Regions from separate parts of the Danio rerio genome. Here regions 2 and 3 are each linked to region 1. A link is a contact called in public HiChIP or PLAC-seq data. All regions are on one chromosome and are shown on one strand. The core of a region is the stretch at or near the end of the contact, and the rest is flanking DNA. Distances in the headings are between cores, read along the strand shown.

Region 1 (4,179 bases), core at 571-3,070:
GGTTTAAAGAAATGTTTATTTTTACATATCTCAAACATTATTTAACCGCATTTAGAAATGCACTGATGTATTGAGAACTGATATTTGTAGGGCTATTTTTTTATTTTATTTTTTTTACAGATGACTTATGAGTAGGCCCACATGGAATCTGAGTGTGCAGAATTCTGCAGATTTCCAGATTTTTAGTCTATTATTGATTCTGTTTATTTACTTGTTTAAATGTGTGTAAATTTATAGTTATTCAGTTTTTTTCTTTTATTTCAGTAATATTATTAACTAATATGAAAATATTTGTATGATTATTCACAATATAGTTTGTAAAGTAATTTTTTTTTGTATTTTAGTGGATATATTATACGAGAGACTTACTTTGTTTACCAAATGGATCTAATTGGATTTGCATTGTACACATTAAATACAAGTAAAAAAAGTTTCTTTTCATAAATTAAGGTTTTATTTATAATGCTCCAAAAATCCTTCAGCATAAATCTGCAGATTTTTTGAACAAAATTCTGCTCAGAAAAAGCAAAAAATATCCACAGGTTCTGTCTGGCCCTGAGGCAGTTGAATATAGTCTGCTGCATAATCCAAAGTTTAGTATATCCTAAAACAAACTTACACTTGTACAGAATATAGTTTGTCATAAAAATATAATAATAATATTAATAAATATAAATAATATTAATGTGAGGACTGTTGCATGTTAAGTTGAACATTTTTCAGTGGTTGGTCCTGAATATAACTGTTTTGTTTTCTTTTATTGGCCATGACCTTTTTTTAAATAAAATAATTGCCACCAGCCAATATTTATTTTCATTGATATAAATAAATTAAAAATAAATTGCATGGCCATAATTGATGGTCATGCAACTCATTATCCTGCTTACAAATGAAAACAATAATAACAATGAACCTTTTCCGCCCTCGTTGGTGATGTAAAACGGGCCCTCTGTGTCCTCTTGCGGTTTGAAGAGGGCAGCAGTGTTGTCCAGCAGAACTTGTGTGCTGGTAGAGTCACTCGAGAGGGCTGAACTGTTCCCTACTGAAGAGCCTCGTGCTTTCCTGCGGTTCACACAATCACGAGGCCAGACTGACTGCACCGTGGGCAGACACAGGCCCACACTGGGAACATTTTTGAGATTGTGGATTCTTCCCGGTGAGCTGCGAAAAGTCTTGCGGGAAGAATCTCTGCTCTGTGCGGGTGCTGTGGGGCTTTCGTCCGCGAGGCGTGAGGGAAACACGAACACTGCGTCCTCTGCGCTCGACCGCGCGCTGTTTGCCCCGGGCTGGTTTCTGTTGAGGAGTAAACACTGTTTGATGTTCTTCTCGGCCGCGGTCATGTAGTAGCGGACCGCTTTGAGCTCGCTCTCGGAGATCTCCAGCCTCTCCCGCAGGCTCTGGTTCTCCCGGTGCGACTCTGCGGCTGCATTACGAGCCGCGGCCAGCTTTACTCCGACAACACGCGCCGTTTCTCTTAAAACAGTTTCAACGGCGCATCTTACGGCTTGATCAATAGTAGAGGCGAGTTCGCACTTGAGAAAGGAAACGCTGATGTCCATGCTCAAAGTCATGGCTACGATCCACGGCACGCTCCTACACACTGAGCGATGTAACGTTACATACGGGATTGCAGAGCTCTGAAGGCGCGTTTGGTTTCTGTCTTGGCTGACTAGAGCTGAATAGTTAACATCCTCACATCCATTATCAGCACTTCGTTACACTGTCTGTTTGCTGTGTTGAAAACACAGACCCCCTTAAAATGTTTGTAAATCTTGACCAAGCTGTCGCATTCTGCTGCCGTCACCGACGATGTCGAGCAATGATGACGTCAGCATATCATGTGGGCTTTGTAGTTTTTACGTATAAGTTGCAAATAAGTTTTTTTAGGGGGACAAAACACAGTTATGGTTATAAAAGGCAAATGTGGCTGATTTAAAATGATCATTTATTGGTATTAAATGATAAAATTATGAAAAAATTGGTAATAAAGGCTTTTTATTCAATATATGCTATAGGCTACTTCTTTTAGCAAATATATCATTTGAAGAGTTCAGATCTCAGATGCAGAAACCTGTAAATGCCATCTGAAATTTTCTTCTAAAATGAGCGTTTTTCATAAGTCTCCTATGTGGAGGTTCAGTAATTTCACTTTTATGCAAAAAAAGTTATTTTCATGGTCTTTAAAGTGAAATCAACATAAACAAAGGAGGTTGAGAAATATTTTCATTTTTGAATGAAATTTTAGCGACCATCCTGCTATGAGGCAGCAGTGCTAACCACTGTGCCACCCTCAGCAAATAATGTTTAAGCAAATAAACATTCTATATCTTAAACATAAAATAAACATGAAGGCTGGAGTTTTGTCAAAATCATGTGAAAAGTCAATCATTTATAGTTTCCCTAGAACTTCTCAATTTATACTTGAATGACTGAAAACACTCTGGGTGCTCTAATTTCCCCCACAACTTCATAAACGTGGTAGGTGAATTAGGTGAGCTAAACTGTCCGTATATATGTGTGTGAATGGGAGTGTATGGATGTTTCCCATTGATGGGTTGCAGTTGGAAGAGCATCTGCTGCGTAAAACAAGCTGGATAAGTTGGCGGTTCATTTTGCTGTGGCGACCCCGGATTAATAAAGGGACTAAGCTTGTTTGTGTATATTGTTTATATCTTCTCATTGCATATTTCATCTACTATAATAAGCATTAGGTCAACCCCCTAAAATGTTGTTTAAATGAACGTCATTTTGTTTGTAAATCTGTTAATTTTGTCACAATAAATACATTGTTAATAATAATATTTTTACAGGTGTATATAGGGTTTAAGTATTTCTGCTCAGCAAGAGTTTAAGAATCTCTCCACCACCTCAACACAAAATCATATTCCAGACAAGAATTGGAAATGACTACAAATATAAAGATATGTAAAAATAAAGATTTGTAGCGCAGTCCTTGGTGATTCATACAGTGCAAATCAATGGATACAGCACTTCAATGAATAAAAAGCATAAAAAAGCAAAAGGCTCAAACAAAAATCATAAACAGGGAGTTTGTTGGTTAACTTTTATTTGTCTCCGTAGGAAAATTTCATTTGCAGCATACATATAAATATATATATATAGAGTTGAAGTCAGAATTATAGCCCCCCGAATTATTCGCCGCCCTGTTTAATTTTTCCCTAATTTCTGTTAAACAGGGAGAAGATTTTTTTCAACACATTTCTAAACATAATACTTTTAATAACTGATTTCTAATAACTGATTTATTTTATCTTTGCCATGATGACAGTAAATAATATTTGACTAGATATTTTTTAAGACACTTCCATACAGCTTAAAGTGATATTTATAGGCTTAACTAATTATGTTAACTAGGCAGTTTAGGGTAATTAGGCAAGTTATTGTATAACGATAGTTTGTTCTGTAGACTATCGAAAAAATATAGCTTAAAGGGGCTAATAATTTTGACCTAAAAAATTTAAAACTGCTTTATTCTAGTCGAAATAAAACAAATAAGCCTTTCTCCAGAAGAAAAAATATTATCAGACACACTGTGAAAATGTCCTTGCTCTGTTAAACATCATTTGGGAAATATTTAAAAAAGAAAGAAGAAGAGGAGGAATTTAAAAACTTAATTGCTTGGGGAATAAATAATAATTTGTTCCTGACTAAATGAATACAATACTTTCAAATATCAAATGTTGGGAATTGAGCACAATCAAACTATTTTATGAAGGCTGTAGTTTCTCAAATATAAGCAACTCCAAACACTTGTATAGCATCAGCACAAATATGTGAGTTTGTGTAAAGAAGACATACATAATTACACGTCTGCAAGTTTACACTCCAGATTGTTGCGTACATGCTTATGACTGTTAAACAGCCAGTGAGCAGTGGATTAAAAGTAAAATACTCTAATAATATGCAGTGTCTTGTAAAGACAGATGGTTTAGCTTCAGACCTCAGTATTTCATCATGAACCACATATTCATTTTCTTTTGCCCATTTTTTTGACGTAAAGTGCAGGTACTACTGAAGAAAAAATTAAGAAAAACATACAATTTGGTTGATCAGTGTGCAAATTTTCATTGGCTATCTCTGTAAGACACTTAGGCATAGGTCTCAAACTGGATTCCTGGAGGGCCGCAGCTTTTTGCTCCAACCCTAATCAAACACACC
Region 2 (4,179 bases), core at 1,197-3,696, 160 kb before region 1:
AAGCCACTAATATAAACAAAATGTTTATTTTATATTGATAAATTTTTAATTTACATATTTTTTTATATTTATTGTATAAATCTTTTATTCGTTACATGTAATATTCCTAGACATTACAAATTTCTTCTAAACAACAACAAAAAAAGACTTCATATATTGATGTGCTACCCTTTCTCAAGCTAGTACCATTGTGGATTCTGTCGTTTGCCAAAAAGTCCCTTGCTTTACAAGGATATGTAAAAAAAGATTCAAGGACAACAAGGTTTTTCCAGGACAATTATGATTTCTTTAATTTCCATGTGTTCTCCATGACTGAAAATTGTTCAATCATTTTCCAGGTCGCACAGGAACCCTAACAGACCTTCATCAAAACAAACAGGTCATGACACATTTGGACTAACTACCGTTTAATAAAACTAATTGGTTGCAACTGATTTGGTTTTCTGTTAGAATGCTTTTTTGATCAGTTTACTGAAGAAATGCTGCACTATTTGAAGCGTACTTGTAAAATATGAAGAAAGATGGTGCTCTGCGTTCAGTGGATGGATATAAACACTTTATCCAGATGAATCCATTAATGTCTTTACATAGTGCTCAGCATAATTGAGTACACCCCATTTTGAAAAGAAATATTTTTATCCATTTCTCAGTGAATATATGTAATTTGGTGCTTTTAAACATAACAAATTTATTAGATATATTTATTAAAATAATATTTTAGTCAGCAAACATTTAGAAATTGAAAGATAATACAATTAAATTCAAGCAAAATATTGCAAAAAAAATTACAACCTACAAAATTTCAACTAAATTTTTCTATTTTATTTCATGTATTTTTTCTTCTTTTGATTTTTACTCCTTTTTAAATTTGTATTTAATATTTACTATAACATACATTTGGGTGTAGTAGTTTCTGGACCGGTCTCGTAAGTGATTAGATTTCTCAGATTTGGCTGCTTCAATACTGACTAATCTAATGTATATGCACAAATACAATATTGTATAGCTTCCTATTAAAAATATGAATTTAAAAGATTGGTTTGTGAGGGGTGTGCTTATATATATGCTAAGCACTGTGTGCTAAAGGAAGGAACTGTGTGCTAATGTCTCCATATGATCACTGATGGCCTACTGTTCAACCCGGTGATCGGTTCATTCAGCGGCAGGGTGGGGGGATCATGCTCTACCAAAACATGAGGCAAGAGGAGACCCGTATTCCAATAAATACGCACGGCTGCTGCGGCTCCCCTCCCCGGCAAAACCGCTATGACAGAAATGTAGGTTACACGCACAACATGCACAAATGTGTAGAAAAACAAAAACAGTCGTGAGCGCTGCAGTAGCGTCCGCTGCACAATGCGCCACTCTCACACTACGCATTATAGTAGTTATGTCTAGGGCTGGGGAGTATTTCATTATATGCTATATTGCATGTCGATTTTCCAATTAAAATCAAACGATGATATCGTCCATTTATGAATGGATCTACAATGCATGCACCGTAATCAATCTAGCCCTTTTAATACCGCGAGCGTCCACATCTCCAGGTGTGGTGGCTACATTGAACAGACGGGTGGGGTAGAACGTGCATTTCAATCCAAACAGCTTTGCAAATATACATCCACTGAAGACAAGGGGGCTCCCCTCAGCAACACGCAAGTTGATGGGGAGATGCAAGCAATTGCAACCACCAAGGTCTATGCTGCGCCCTGTATTTGAATGACAGATCATTAAAGAATTCGACTCTAGGGTACAATAACACATAATTTTCCTGCTCACATTTACACTGTAGATCCAGCATGGCCTGGTACCATTCGTTTTGGACCTCCTCGGTGTCCGCGGCTATGGCAAAGCTCTCCCCGCGGGTGTACAGCACTATCATGTGCTTGTTTTTTGAATCTGCCCGTTTGTTGATGTTGAAGCAAGAGTCCAGGTTCACTGCTTTCTTTGGGACTGGTGACTTGCTTCGGAATTTCTTTTCGTTCTCGTAATATTCGAGTCTGGCCGGGCCCTGCTCCGAAGCAGCCCGGAGAACGAAAAAGCGCCGGTGCATAGATTTCTGCTTGCGGAGATACCCGCTTTTCCGCACGTCCTCGTAGCTCTGCTGCTCCATCGCCGCCTGGCTCTCCATTGCTCGGCCAGTTGCTTGTTTTATTTCTAATCCACCAACGTCTGTTTAAAATCTGTGGTATATTTTACATTCGTTCATGATAGCAGCGGTTCTCTCCTCTCTCTCATCATGCACCCTCGCGCCCTCGAGGAGAGCCCAAATTAGCTTGTTTTCCTCCTGGTCCAGGCTGTATGGTTGTGTGCACCCGGGCAGGCTCCACTGACAGGCGTGCACATGCGGCATCCGACGTCTGCACTAGCATGCAGCTCTGATGTGTAGCATCATTGCAAGCGTACCAGAATTGTTTACTGTACAGCTCTACCCCGCACACTCGGATGCCCCCCTCCCCTCTGTCTGTACGTCTGTGAGGCTGGTAAACCCGCTAATGCCAGTTCATGCACACGGTGTACACACAGGAGATCTGAGACTGCGTTATTTTCGGTGGATTCGTGGATCGAGACAGCTCAGCATCCTCCAGGTTTAATTAACACATGTCGCGTGTAATCCCACATTATGGGTTTCTTTTAATTGGCAGTTTGTGATTTTGCATCTGGCAGGATGTAGGAGGAATGCACGGTCAAATCAATTCTGTAATTATTTTTCTTATGGTAAACATACACGACACTGTGTCTTTTTAACGTAGTGTTGTATTTTTTAATTATTAAATGCGGAATCCCCTTCTCTCCGGTCATTGGCAAGTCTCTTGCGCTATAGAGCATCCCTCATGGCGAGACGTTTGCGACCCCTGTTGGTTGTCTTTTGCATTATTTTTTTTTTTATGTGTGTGTGTGTGTCAAAAAATAAATTAACTTGATAACTTTCACCTGCACTACACATTAGATTAATTTGAATGCTTAATGAGACAAAAATGCTAAATTACTTATTAGAATTTGTTGAAATTCATGCAGTAAATGTGAAATTACCAGTCTAAACAACCCATTTACAGTTGCAGCTGGAAGGGCATCCGCTGCATAGAACATGTGCTGGATAGGTTGGCGACTTCAGATTAAAAAAGGGACTAAGCTGAAAAGAAAATGAATGAATAAATGAACAACCCATTTACAATTTGAACATAGCAAACATTTAATTTCATTTTAAAACCATTTGTATTTAGTGGATATACATGCTGTAAAAACCCAAAAAGTAACTCAAACTGTTTGAGGAAACCAATAGGAACAAATCATTTAAGTTCAAAAACTAATCCTAATGAGTGCTGTGAACTTAATCCACTTGAGTAAATAAAGCAATTTGAGCACAGTAAAACCTGACAAATGAAGAGAACTCAAACCAGCTGAGTACTGTAAAACCCAATAAGTTAAGGCAGCTCAAACCGTTTGAGGAAACCGATTGCTACAAACCATGTGAGTTAAAAAACTAATCTATATATGAGTACTGTGAACTTACTCCATTTAAGTTGAATGAGGTATTTAGTTAACTCAATACCTTTAACACTGAGTTCAAAACTCTTTTCAAATGAGATGAACTAACTTTCAGTGCATTTTGAGTTAACTGCACTCATTTCATTTAAAGAAGTGGACTGTTGGATCTTAAATTGTAGTAAAGACTAGTGTTTTTCAGCAAGATCACTGTGCATTTTTTTAAAATAAATCAATATTAAATATATATTTTCCAAAACATTGTTATTTTCTGAGTAGATCTTTTATAATAAAATAATGATTCATGATTAATTTCCACATTTGCCTTATGCATATGCATTGATAAATTATTGAAATATTGATTTTATTGTGTTAGATTACAGCTTGATTTTAAGTGGGCCTACACATTTTAAGATAATGGTTAGCTGACAAAAGTTTGAGAATGCCTGAATTATAAGAACATATTAAAGATGACAATGACATTAGTCAATTATTAGTTCACTGTATATGATGAAAGCATGTTTCGTGCGCGAACTTAAAAGTGGGAAGCGGTTATGAAGATGGTTGCACGTTGGGTTGGTGTGCAGGGGGAGTTTTCTGAAATACGGGAGACTCCTGGGAAAAACGAGAGTGTTGGCAGGTGTGGTTTGTGTGAATATTTTTAATTTTATGAGGTTCCTTTTACAGCATCAA
Region 3 (4,179 bases), core at 905-3,404, 130 kb before region 1:
GCCTCCACATGCATTCAGGGACCAGACCCTTTAAAAGAATAGAGCTCACCCTCGCTGCACTCTTGAGGGGGTGTGGATTTCACACCGCGTGGGTGGATGAACGGGTGGGTGGATGGGTGAATTTGCTCCTCACAGGCCAGGCTGGGAAAATGAGAATAAAAAGAAGATAAAAAAACAGTGAAATAGCAGGAGGACGTGTCGATGTGTGTGTTTGCGAAGGGAGAGATGGTCTGAGTTGCTCCTGTAGCCCTGTGCCATGGGTATAAATAGCTCTGCAGGTATGGAGTAAAAGAGAAAAGTAGGTCAGCTTCAGACTGATCGCCTTCTCTTGGGGGCCCAAAACAAAATATCTGTCACACACAAGGCTACAATCTTCTCTTTTTGCATTCAACCATGGTCAAGACCAAGAACACCCAATATGGCCACACAAAAGCAGCCCAGCCCACCCCTTACCTCAGATTATAACACACACTATTGAAACTGACACTCTCCCTCTGTGAAATCAACAGGTGAACAGAGATGTGCTTTACCACATGCTCAGCCCATACTAATGTCTATGGCTGCATCCGAAATTGCATATTCTCTTGAGAAGGTACTTATTTTGAAGACTAGAATATAGGATTCATTTAAATGTAATCGGAACTACATCTGCCATCTTGAGACTGTAGTTTTCCCACTTTTCGATTTAATATTTTTTTTAAAGTCACAATCTGTTTTTGCTTATTTAGTATGAAACGTTATGTTTTTGTATGTAGCCACTGTGTATGTTGAAGTTTTGTTTCTGATCTAGGATCAGTATTTCACAACCACACCCTAAGTTTTATTTATGTAAAACATAATAATAATAACAACAATAATGGTAATAATATACATAATAATACTTTGTTATATACTATAATAATGTGATAAAATAACTTAAAGGGCTAACTGCAGGTTTTAGCAGGGGAAATTTTTAATTTATTGATATAAATTAAATAAAATTCTATTGAATTTGCATAAAAAAATTGACAAAATATAAAGTATTAATATATTATTAACATAATATATTAGAGATACTTTATATATACACACAAACTACTTGTCTAGTGTCAAAGTACCATTGTGCAAAAACATGTTAAAAATCCTTGCTAACTTTTTGACACATAGTTACAATTTTAGTTAGCAAACTGGGTAAATGTAGCATTTATTTCTCCTCTTTGATATTTGTAAAAGCCCCTGAACATTGGCTGGCACAGAGAGAAAAACACACAAACACACACACTCACACAGTTGAAGCCGCCCTGGAACCGTGCCGGGCGTGGGGGATAATAACCGTGCTCCACATTCACACTCGCTGTGTTGTTCGCGAGGAACTGGGTCACGCGCCGTGGCCTACATTTTTAAGGTTTGTTGTCTTCGTTTTTCCCCTCCCCACATTTATTTGGGCTGGCCCCGCCTCGCTGCCGGAGCGCTGAACGGGGGTTGGGGAAGAGCGGCGGTTCGCGCAGTTTGAAGCCGAAAGCCTGAACGCTGCGAGCAGGAGATGCGCCGCGGACAGACGCAGCTTTGACGCGCGTGACAGCAGAGCCAAGCGCGAGCCGAAGAGAAACGCGCGCGTGCCGAGCGAGCTAATACAGAAACATGGACATTTTAATACGACGACAGCTTATAAAGGCACAGTACACCTGTCGTGGACAGCAGCACAATAGAATACAACATGCCTGTTCACACAACTGCTGTTTAAAAAAAATTATATAAAGTAAACAACAACCATTATGACATGAACAGATGTCAGGTATGATCAACACATTTAAATCTGCCAAACATGATTTACACATGTCATATTTGAGGAGGTTTACCTTGTGTTACAGTAGTAGTCCGTGGAAGTCCGTGAAGTGCATGTCAAGTGAGTTCTCCGTCGATTTAGCCGAAATTGTGTTCGTCTTTTTAAAGAAGAAAGAGCTTTATCGGCTGCACATAATTGGGAATAAACCATAAGCAAACTATTCCTATGGTCAAATAAGGCGTTTGGTTTCTTGAAGGAGCTTGTCTTCAATTTAAAAACAACGTTGGCACGGTATGAATTATCCTGTGTTAGTATCAGCGACACTTTACCACAGACAGCTCCTTAATGTGTAAAATGTGGTTTGGCTCTAGGAGCCGCTATTTGGATTCTGATAGAGAGAGACGAAAGCCAATCATAGTTTGGTCACGCTTCACGACACACCCATTAACTCCGCCTCACTCGCGTATCTTCGTCCAATCAACGTGGGGCTTTTTGATAAATGGGCGGAGCCACCATGTCCTAGTTCTAGGCGAATTATAATTCAGCTCAGACTCCGTTTACTCGAGTCACCCGAGCGCGAGTTGACACCCAATCCTCCGCGCTTCTTTATCAATCAGTCATATTAACCCTGACATACGCACACAAAACACAGATATCCCTCCTTCTTTATCATCAAACGGATGTACAACTGATTTATAACATAGTAATAATAATAATAATAACACAAACATTATGCCAGAATGAACACAAAGATTTTTTGTCCCTTGTGTGTTGGCATCCTCAGTATACCTGTTAGTCTTCCTCAGTGTGGTGGGAGAAATATATCCCAATACTTTTTTGTGTGTTTTTACCTTATCTAAAACTGTCCAAACAAACAAACAAATCACTTGACCCTTTTGTTAATGCTTATTAAGCTCTGGAACTAGCAATACTTATGCGTCTTGTATCATTTGAACATTTGAAGTGAATAAATAAACCTTTTGCTTTGAATATAGATGACATCATGACACTAAATAAGCACATCTATCCACTAAACACTAAGAAAGAATCTGCACACTCCCTAAAATCAGCTTTTATTTACACAATCACAGACAACAAGATAAAATGGTGAGTTTTACAATTGAAAATTAGCTACATTCTGCCAAGACAGTAGCTCCCAAGATTGTGGTTTAGGTATCAGGTGACAGCGTCATCCACAGGTGCCACAACCTCGTATCTGAATTGAAGATATCCAAACCACACGTTTTAAAAATCCCCAAATAATGGTCAAATAATGCCCCTTTCTATGGGGGTGAATATATTTACAGACTGTATGAGCAGGCAAAATTGCACAGAGAAAATCTTTGGAGAACTTGCTGATATGCGCTTCTCTTTGGTTATATTTCAGGACTTTGACATCAGGATATTATGCATGGAATGTGCCGAGTATCAGGATAATGCAGCGTGCCATTATAAACCTGACCATTTCAGTTTCAGCTCACGATTTTCCTTTTTAAAGTATCTCTTACCTTTAACTCAAAGAGGACAATGGAGTTGAGCTACTCGCCTGAAAGCGAGTAATTGTCTGTCATGTGACCCCGGGTTTGCTTGGCCATGAAAACTGCTCTGAATGCATGTCATTTCCTATGAAGGCCAAACAGTTCGAAACGAAAATGTGAAGAATGTGAAGAAGCTCTTGTCTGAACTAACACCTAGTTATTAAAGCCTGATACTCCTAGCAAACAAAATCAACACGGTATTTTAAATAATTTCAATACACGGATATCATTGGCGTTATTTCTGATGAACTAAATTGATCTGCTGCCGTTAGAAACGAGCGTGTCAATTTTCCTTTTTTCTTTTGTTTTATAAACAACAAAGTAATTTAGAAAACATATCTTCGTAGAACTGCAGAGATGAATCAGCCGTGTGCTGCTGTTCTCATTCTCTCTCTCGATGAGCGATTATCTCAGCAGTGTCTTTAATTTAGTGGAATAAACCTGCATTATAAACTCTTTACAAATGTCAAAGAGTCCTCTGTATCCATCCATAGCAGTTGGTACATGGCGTCTTGTTGAGCCGGTGGGTTTGACAGGCTGGCGTTCAGAGTTCATATGTTTGTGTTCTTGTCAGATGTCCTAGTGGGGCTTTCCATTCTTTTTCGGGAATGTATTTAAGTAGAAAAAGGGTAGCCGAGGGGTTTTTGAACACCTCAATTCACCCTTTTCATCCCCTTGCCCCACTTTCTCCTAACTCGATAGGCTGGTGCAGAAACATGAGCATCACAACCTATTGGAAGGCACAGAAACAGAACAGCATGAGTACAAAAGTTTTAACAACCTTAAAGGGACGGTTCACCTAGAAATGAACATTTGCGGTATATCTGAATGCATTTCTTCACTACAACATCAGAGACATTTTGTTTAGGAGAAATT

What was found. HiChIP or PLAC-seq counts read pairs in DNA pulled down with a chosen protein or histone mark.
Region 2: a contact with region 1 is called in an H3K4me3 HiChIP or PLAC-seq map of gastrula embryo, with 2.0 times the contacts expected there. The contact joins the promoter of si:ch211-284e13.4 here to the promoter of LOC100150229 in region 1. A contact is called at or near these places in 2 of 4 datasets of contacts at active chromatin or transcription factors (embryo and gastrula embryo).
Region 3: an H3K4me3 HiChIP or PLAC-seq map of gastrula embryo shows a contact between it and region 1, with 2.1 times the contacts expected there. The contact joins the promoter of si:ch211-284e13.6 here to the promoter of LOC100150229 in region 1. A contact is called at or near these places in 1 of 18 Hi-C or Micro-C datasets (caudal fin) and 2 of 4 datasets of contacts at active chromatin or transcription factors (embryo and gastrula embryo).

The regions. Positions count from the first base shown.
Region 1 is chr5:39,157,878-39,162,056 of GRCz12tu, forward strand. LOC100150229 reads right to left here and starts at 1,821. Exons shown (of 2, transcript XM_001923522.9): 1 at 914-1,821. The coding sequence starts at 1,571.
Region 2 is chr5:38,995,845-39,000,023 of GRCz12tu, forward strand. It overlaps si:ch211-284e13.4, which reads right to left and starts at 2,447. Exons shown (of 3, transcript XM_690205.10): 1 at 1,780-2,447. The coding sequence starts at 2,131.
Region 3 is chr5:39,024,050-39,028,228 of GRCz12tu, forward strand. It overlaps si:ch211-284e13.6, which reads right to left and starts at 2,155. Exons shown (of 4, transcript XM_021476559.3): 1 at 1,839-2,155; 2 at 50-141. It overlaps gucy2d (guanylate cyclase 2D, retinal), which reads right to left. Exons shown (of 19, transcript NM_131866.1): 19 at 3,609-4,033.